2 separate regions of the Mus musculus genome follow, and region 2 is linked to region 1. A link is a contact called in public HiChIP or PLAC-seq data. All regions are on one chromosome and are shown on one strand. Each heading gives the region's core, a stretch centred on a gene start, on an enhancer-like site or on the middle of the called end of the contact. The rest is flanking DNA. Distances are from core to core; before and after follow the strand shown.

Region 1 (3,306 bases), core at 404-2,903:
AAACTGTGAAGTATTATAATAGGAAATACTAGTTATTCATAGATACAAAGTGACCTGCTAAAAGTCACACCGATTTAAAAAAATCACAAAATTTTTGCATAAAAACTATAGACTATATATGTGTGTGTTCCTTCCTCTATCTTTGTAGTAAATCAATCATCAAATCTAGTAAATTCCTAAGTCTCTCTCATTTCTAGCTTCTATGTCACTTTGTCACTATCACTGTGTCCTCCTGAAATTCACATGTTGAAATATTAACTTGAACTGTGGCTATATTTGGAAATGGGACCCCCTAAGAATCATGTCCTGAGAGATGCCAAGAACCTTCAATGTCGTTTCTCCTGCACAGCCATGCAGATGGAAGGGCTTAGGGGTACACAGGAGAAACGTATCATTTACCACCCTGCCTGTACCCTGATCTTGGACTTCCTGTAGAACCGTGAGAAAACCTTTTCTGCTGCTTAAGCCACCTAGTCTGTGGTACTTGTTACTGCCTAGTGACTTTTTAATTGCTGTGACAAAACACCATGACTACCACAACCTATTTTAAAAAGTGTTCAACTTGGGGGTAACCTGGCAAGAGGCAGGCAGATATGGCATGGAGCAGTAGCTGAAGGCTTGCATCTCCATCCACAAGCACAAGGTAGAGAAAGATAACTGGGAATGTGAGGAGCTCCCAAAACTCAGAGCCTACCCTCATTGACACACACAGCTTCTCCAATAAGGCCACACTCCCGAATCCTTCACAGTCAGTTCTACCAACTGGGGACCAAGTATTTAAACCTAGGTAGTTAGATCACATCAGCAGTTCTTCAATTCTACCCTGCCTTAAAACCACCTGCTAGCCCAGATTTTTGGGTCCTACCACCAGCATTTTGGATTCCTTATGCTTGTGGTGAGGTCAAAGAGTGAATTTCTAATAAATCCCCAAGTGTTGCTAGTGTGGTTGTACCACAATTGGAGAACCCTTTAATCCCAACAATCAAGAGGCAGAAAGAGGTAGATCTCCGTAGTAAGTTCAAGGCCAGCCAAGGCTACAAAATGACATCCTGTCTCAAAAAAAAATGCTATATTCCTCATAACAGTCATATATATATGAGAAATAATTTTTAAAAAAATAGATGTAGACTCTTCCATTAAGACATATGTACAATATATTATACATTTAATAAGTATAATAGATGATAACACATTATGTGTTTTGAATACTTTCACAAATTTTCAAGATTTCCAAGTGCAGTGCTAAGTTACTGCTAAGTACTCTGACAAGCTTCTGAAATAAGTGTGTATTTTCTTAGTACCATTAGTAGATAGCAATAGTAGTTAAGTCTCCAACTTCCAAGACTGCCAGTCCTCCAATTTGGAGGATTTGGACTCTCTCTGTGGTTTCTTCCCGCATTCTATCAGTGACCAAGAGAATACTCAAAGGCTATATAACAGACATTGCCATTTCTTTGGTTTCTTAGCTCGCACACCGTGGAAGAACAGCTGTCATACAATGAAGATGCTGAAGTAGCTCTATGAAGATGCTAAGAGAGCCAGATGGGAAGGAGGGAAGGCCTTCTGCCAACAGCCAGCACCAGACGTGTGAGTAAGCCAGCAACCTTGGAAGTGGATCCTCTCGCACCAGTCCATCCTTCAGCTGCTTGCAATTCAAGCCAATATTTGGCTACACTTCATGAAAAGCTCCAAGCTGCCCCTACCGTTAGACCCACTGCAGCTGTGAGCTGATCAATTATTTCTCTTGGTTTTCACCATGGAGCAATTTGTTATGCAACAATAGATAGTTAATCCATAATGAATATCTATGGTACACGTACTGTGTCCCAGAAATGACACTAAGTATTTAGATGAGATCGTAATCCCCTCTGAAGGAAGGGGTGCTCCAGAGGGTTAAATAACTTAGTCGTGGTTCCATGGCTTATAAGTAGGAGAAGTAGAATTAGGGTCTGTAATCCTCATGTCTGGTTTCTTGGTCACTCCTCTGAAACAGCATTGATATCTGATGCTGTAAGACACGGAGGTCACAAAGCAGCCCTACCTCCTTGACCTTGTATTGACAACTAGTTCTATCTCATTCTGCCCACGGTGCCCAGCACTCACCCATATCTGCAGCTTCACACGCTTCTCATGGCGGTAGACTGTCTTCACTTTGAAGTCGATACCCACAGTGCTGACAAAGGCAGGGGTGAAGGTGTCATCAGCATAGCGGAAAAGGAAGGAGGTCTTCCCGACGCTGCTGTTGCCAATGATGAGCAGTTTGAACATGTAGTCAAAGTTCTGGTCGGAGGCATCTTTGATTCCAGTCTTACCATCAGTCACTGAAGCCATCTGTAAGAGAGACCTGTGGTCACTCTGCTGTGACTTAGTGACCTCCTAATGGTCACCTGCCATCGTAGAAGAAATACTACATAAGCAGAACTTCCCCACCTCTGTCCCTGCCCCAAATGTTGTTTCAGGATTGGGGTGGAACCCAGCTCCTCCCATTCATTCTTTCAACAAGTATTTACTGAGCAGTTTGCTCTGGGGTGAGCCCTGTGCTGAGCGCCGGGGTGGGGTGGGGGGTGTTCAAATATGAATCAGACACCGTGACTGATGTCTAGGTTGCCACAGAAAACAATACAAGAATGGAAAACATGATTAGCAGAACAGCAGATAGATGACAAGTCAGGTAAGCCCTGGTGTACTCTGGAGACCTGGTGATCACAGAGAGTCTTCTGGGGGGAGGGGGCAAGCTCAGTATTGAACTGTCATTCTCTGTGTGTAAAAATGTTTGGTGCCTCACAGCTCGACAGTTAAAACCTGAACAGTTTTTAACAGTTCCAAGTTCACACACACACACAAAACTGACTAAACACACAACTCTTTTTTAAAATTGTTTTATTAATTTGCATTCCAAAAATTGCCCCCCTTCTTGGTCCCCCCTCCAAGAGTTCTTTACCCCATACTCCCTCCCCTTTGCCTCTGAGAGAATGATTCCCACCCAACCAGTTACCCACTCCCATCTCACTGAGCTTCATGAAACTAAAAATCTTCTGTAAGGCAAAGGACACTGTCAATAAGACAAAACAGCAACCTACAGATTGGGAAAGGATATTCACTAACCCTACATTTGATAAGGGTTAATATCCAAAATATTTAAAGAACTCAACAAGTTAACCTCAAAAAACCCCAAATAACCCAATTAAAAAGTGGGGTACAGAGTTAAACAGAAAATTCTCAACAGAGGAATCTTGAATGGCCAAGAAGCATTTAAAGAAGTTCAACAGAAATGTAAGTCAAAATGACCCTAAGATTCCACCTTAC
Region 2 (3,007 bases), core at 112-2,611, 540 kb before region 1:
TGGGCCATCCATCCAGTCCCAGAAGGTGTTAATATACTAATACAATAATGTCTGGACCTCAGAAAGAACACCAAAGAGTCCAGTAGTTTCCATGGTTACTCACAGCCAGGGATTTATCCTGCGAGGGCTCGCTGGAGATTTCCAGGACTCTGGAATGTAGCCTTCTATATTGGCATAGTTCTCTGAGCTTTGCCATGGCTGTGACCTTCCCTGTCTCTAGCTCAGTGGTTCTCACCCTTACTAATGCTGTGACCTTTTAATACAGTTCCTCGTGTTGTAGTGATTCCCAACCATACAATTATTTTCATTGCTACTTCATAACTGTAATTTTGTTACTGTTGTGAACTGTAAATATCTAAAGTTTTCTTCTGATGGTCTTAGGTGACTCCCGTGAAAGGGTCATTTGGCCCCAAAAGGGTCATGACCCACAGGTTGAAAAACATTGCCCAATCCCTTTCCATGGCCCTTTCTCCTCCTTCCTCACTCCCACCCCTACCCTATTCACCGAATCCAGCCTAGTCACCCATGCCCCGGGGGGACAGCAGCTTTTCCTGATCAGGAATGTCAGAATCCTATATCTTCCTATCAAAAGGCACCTCTCTCCTCCCAGACCACCTCTGACAGAATGCTTCTCCTACCCCTGCCCCTTCCTGGGCTCACCCTATCCCCGAGTATGGCCTCTATGTATCTAACGTCTTGCTGGGCTGGGATACCCCAAGAAAGCCCCACATCACTCACAGCATCAATATTTCCTTTGATAGCTTCAATCCGCCCAGCAAAGAACAGGAAGATGGCGCCCTGCAATGATACTCGTGAGGATCCGGGTGGGTCCACTGGGTACTGGTGGGGTGGGAGTGCCCAGCAGGGACTGGTCTCACCTTGGGGTATCGGTTCAGGTAGGGCTTCAGCAGCTTCTCTGCCTCCTCGATGTTGACATTCCCAGTACCTGGAGGTGGCAGGGAGGTACATTGCTCGGGTAACCGTTGCTGGGGCCTGCGCTCCCTCTAACAACCTGCCAAAGCCTTCTTGGGGCCTCTGCCTTTCCCTTGTGGGATGGTACAATGATTCCTCCTATCTCTAGAGTGATAGGAGGCTTAAACAAGCTAATGTGGATACTGCCGGGTCACATCACAGGCTCAATAATCTGGAGGCCACTTTTCAGTCTGCACCCAGGAGGGACAGCATCTTCATACTTTCCACAAGGTGGCGCAATCGCCCCCATTTCACAGATGGAACCCACAGAGAGAGGAAATTGCTGTTCAGTAAGCCAGATGCAGGCTGCAGACCTGGCTCGGCCCCAGTCCTGCGTGCCTGAGCAGGGTGTGCAGCCTCTCACCCGGGAGCCCGCCCTCTTGCACACTGGGCCTCCTACCGAGCACGAAGGTGAGGAAGGTGTGATAACACAGCAACAGCATGACGCACAGCACTGCACGGAAGCTGTGTCCGGTTGCGCCCTCCTCCAGCTGCAGCAGCCCATAGTCCTGGGGACAAGAAGAGAGGCTGGCAGTCATGAGACCCCCATGAGGGGGTCAAGAGTGCGTGCAGGTGGAGCGATGGGGAGGGGAGAAGGAATAGCTTGAGGAAAATAACCCTAACCACAATCTGGTACTGATGGTTCCAGAAGCCTGGGGCCTTGAAAGGCTTGCTGGGGGAGAATGTTCCAGAACATCTCTGTGACCAGACCTAACCTGTGTGTGTAGTCTCCATCTTCTCAAATATAGGCCTGGCCTGCCTCAAACCCTCCACAGCTTCTCTGCTGGGGGAATTGCTGCGCCCGAACAGGCTAGGGTTGACCTTCCCACCTGAGACCTCCCTATCCAACTGCCTGCTCTAGGGAGCAACACACGGGGCCCTGAAGCCTCCAGCTGTGGGGGTTTCCCAGGGCCAAGGATGGGGCTCACACAACTCAGCTCTCACCCACAACGAGAAGCGAAACAGGCAGAGCCGTGGCCAACCTTATCGCTATTTTTTCTTCTTCTTTTTTAAGATTTATTTACTATATAGCACACTACATGCATGTATGTATGCACACCAGAAGAGGGCACCAGATTTCATTATAGATGGCTATGAGCCACCATGTGATTGTTGAGAATTGAACTCAGGACCTCTGGAAGAGCAGTCAGTGCTCTTAACCTCTGAGCCATCTCTCCAGCCCCTTCTGAAGACTGTTATGTGTCATGCTTTGTGTTTGTTTGTTGAGAAAGGGTCTCACCAAGTATATCTAATAACTGCCCTGAAACTCACTCTATAGACCAGGCTGCTGGCCTTGAACTCAGAGATCCTCCTGCCTCTACCTCTGTCTTCGAAGTGCTAGCATTCAAGCTGTGAGCCAGCAGGCCTGGCTTTGTATGGGCCTCTTAATGATTTTTTTTCCATGATTAAATTAGGTGGATTTTGCATAATAACATCTCCTTTAAATACATTTAGGTAAAAAATGATGTCATTTTGGGAAAAAAAATAACAGATAAACCATAAACTAGTGATATGTGTCTGATATCAGGACGGCTAGAGAAACTATCTCCCTCAGCATCTTCAGGACAATATGAAGCCTCTTATTTTACAGAGAGGAGGTTCATGGAGAAAGGGGAATTGTCTAGCATCGTGGGGAGGAGGCTGGGGATGACTCCTGACGTCCAGGACAGTGCTCTGTTCACCACACTGGCTGCATCCTGAAGGGGACTTCCCTGCTCTGCTCCCCCAACCCCTGCTGGTGTGCCAGGTCTTGGCCTCAGTGAGTCTCCTGGTTCTTCTCAACGTCTGTTGCACAGAAGGGACCCCTGCACAGCTCACAGATGAAGTAGGAGCACCAAAAGCTGGCCTTAGATGAGAGGACTAACCCAAGGCCTTGAAGTGAGCAGGTGACCAAGAGGAGAAGACCCGGTTCCTAATCCATGCCATGGGAAGACAATGTGCCCTCGGTCCCTATGGGGCTATCCTCAGACAATGTGCCCTCGGTCCCTATGGGGCTATCCTCAGACAATGTGCCCTCGGTCCCTATGGGGCTATC

What was found. HiChIP or PLAC-seq counts read pairs in DNA pulled down with a chosen protein or histone mark.
Region 2: a contact with region 1 is called in a FOXA1 HiChIP or PLAC-seq map of pancreatic cancer cells. The contact joins two enhancer-like sites. A contact is called at or near these places in 2 of 115 datasets of contacts at active chromatin or transcription factors (embryonic stem cells and pancreatic cancer cells).

Annotation. Positions count from the first base shown.
Region 1 is chr4:108,889,333-108,892,638 of GRCm38.p6, reverse strand. Rab3b (RAB3B, member RAS oncogene family) reads right to left here. Exons shown (of 5, transcript NM_023537.5): 2 at 2,104-2,331. The coding sequence starts at 2,331. Among named protein-coding and RNA genes, the nearest start is that of Rab3b, 12 kb to the right of the region's middle. Within about 2 kb of position 1,653, at least 9 of the 459 cell types and tissues checked have an H3K27ac peak or open chromatin away from gene starts, as enhancers often do. A contact at or near this core is called in pancreatic cancer cells, where this site is marked.
Region 2 is chr4:109,429,330-109,432,336 of GRCm38.p6, reverse strand. It overlaps Ttc39a (tetratricopeptide repeat domain 39A), which reads right to left. Exons shown (of 18, transcript NM_153392.2): 9 at 1,373-1,481; 10 at 879-946; 11 at 739-798. Among named protein-coding and RNA genes, the nearest start is that of Ttc39a, 24 kb to the right of the region's middle. Within about 2 kb of position 1,361, at least 53 of the 459 cell types and tissues checked have an H3K27ac peak or open chromatin away from gene starts, as enhancers often do. A contact at or near this core is called in pancreatic cancer cells, where this site is marked.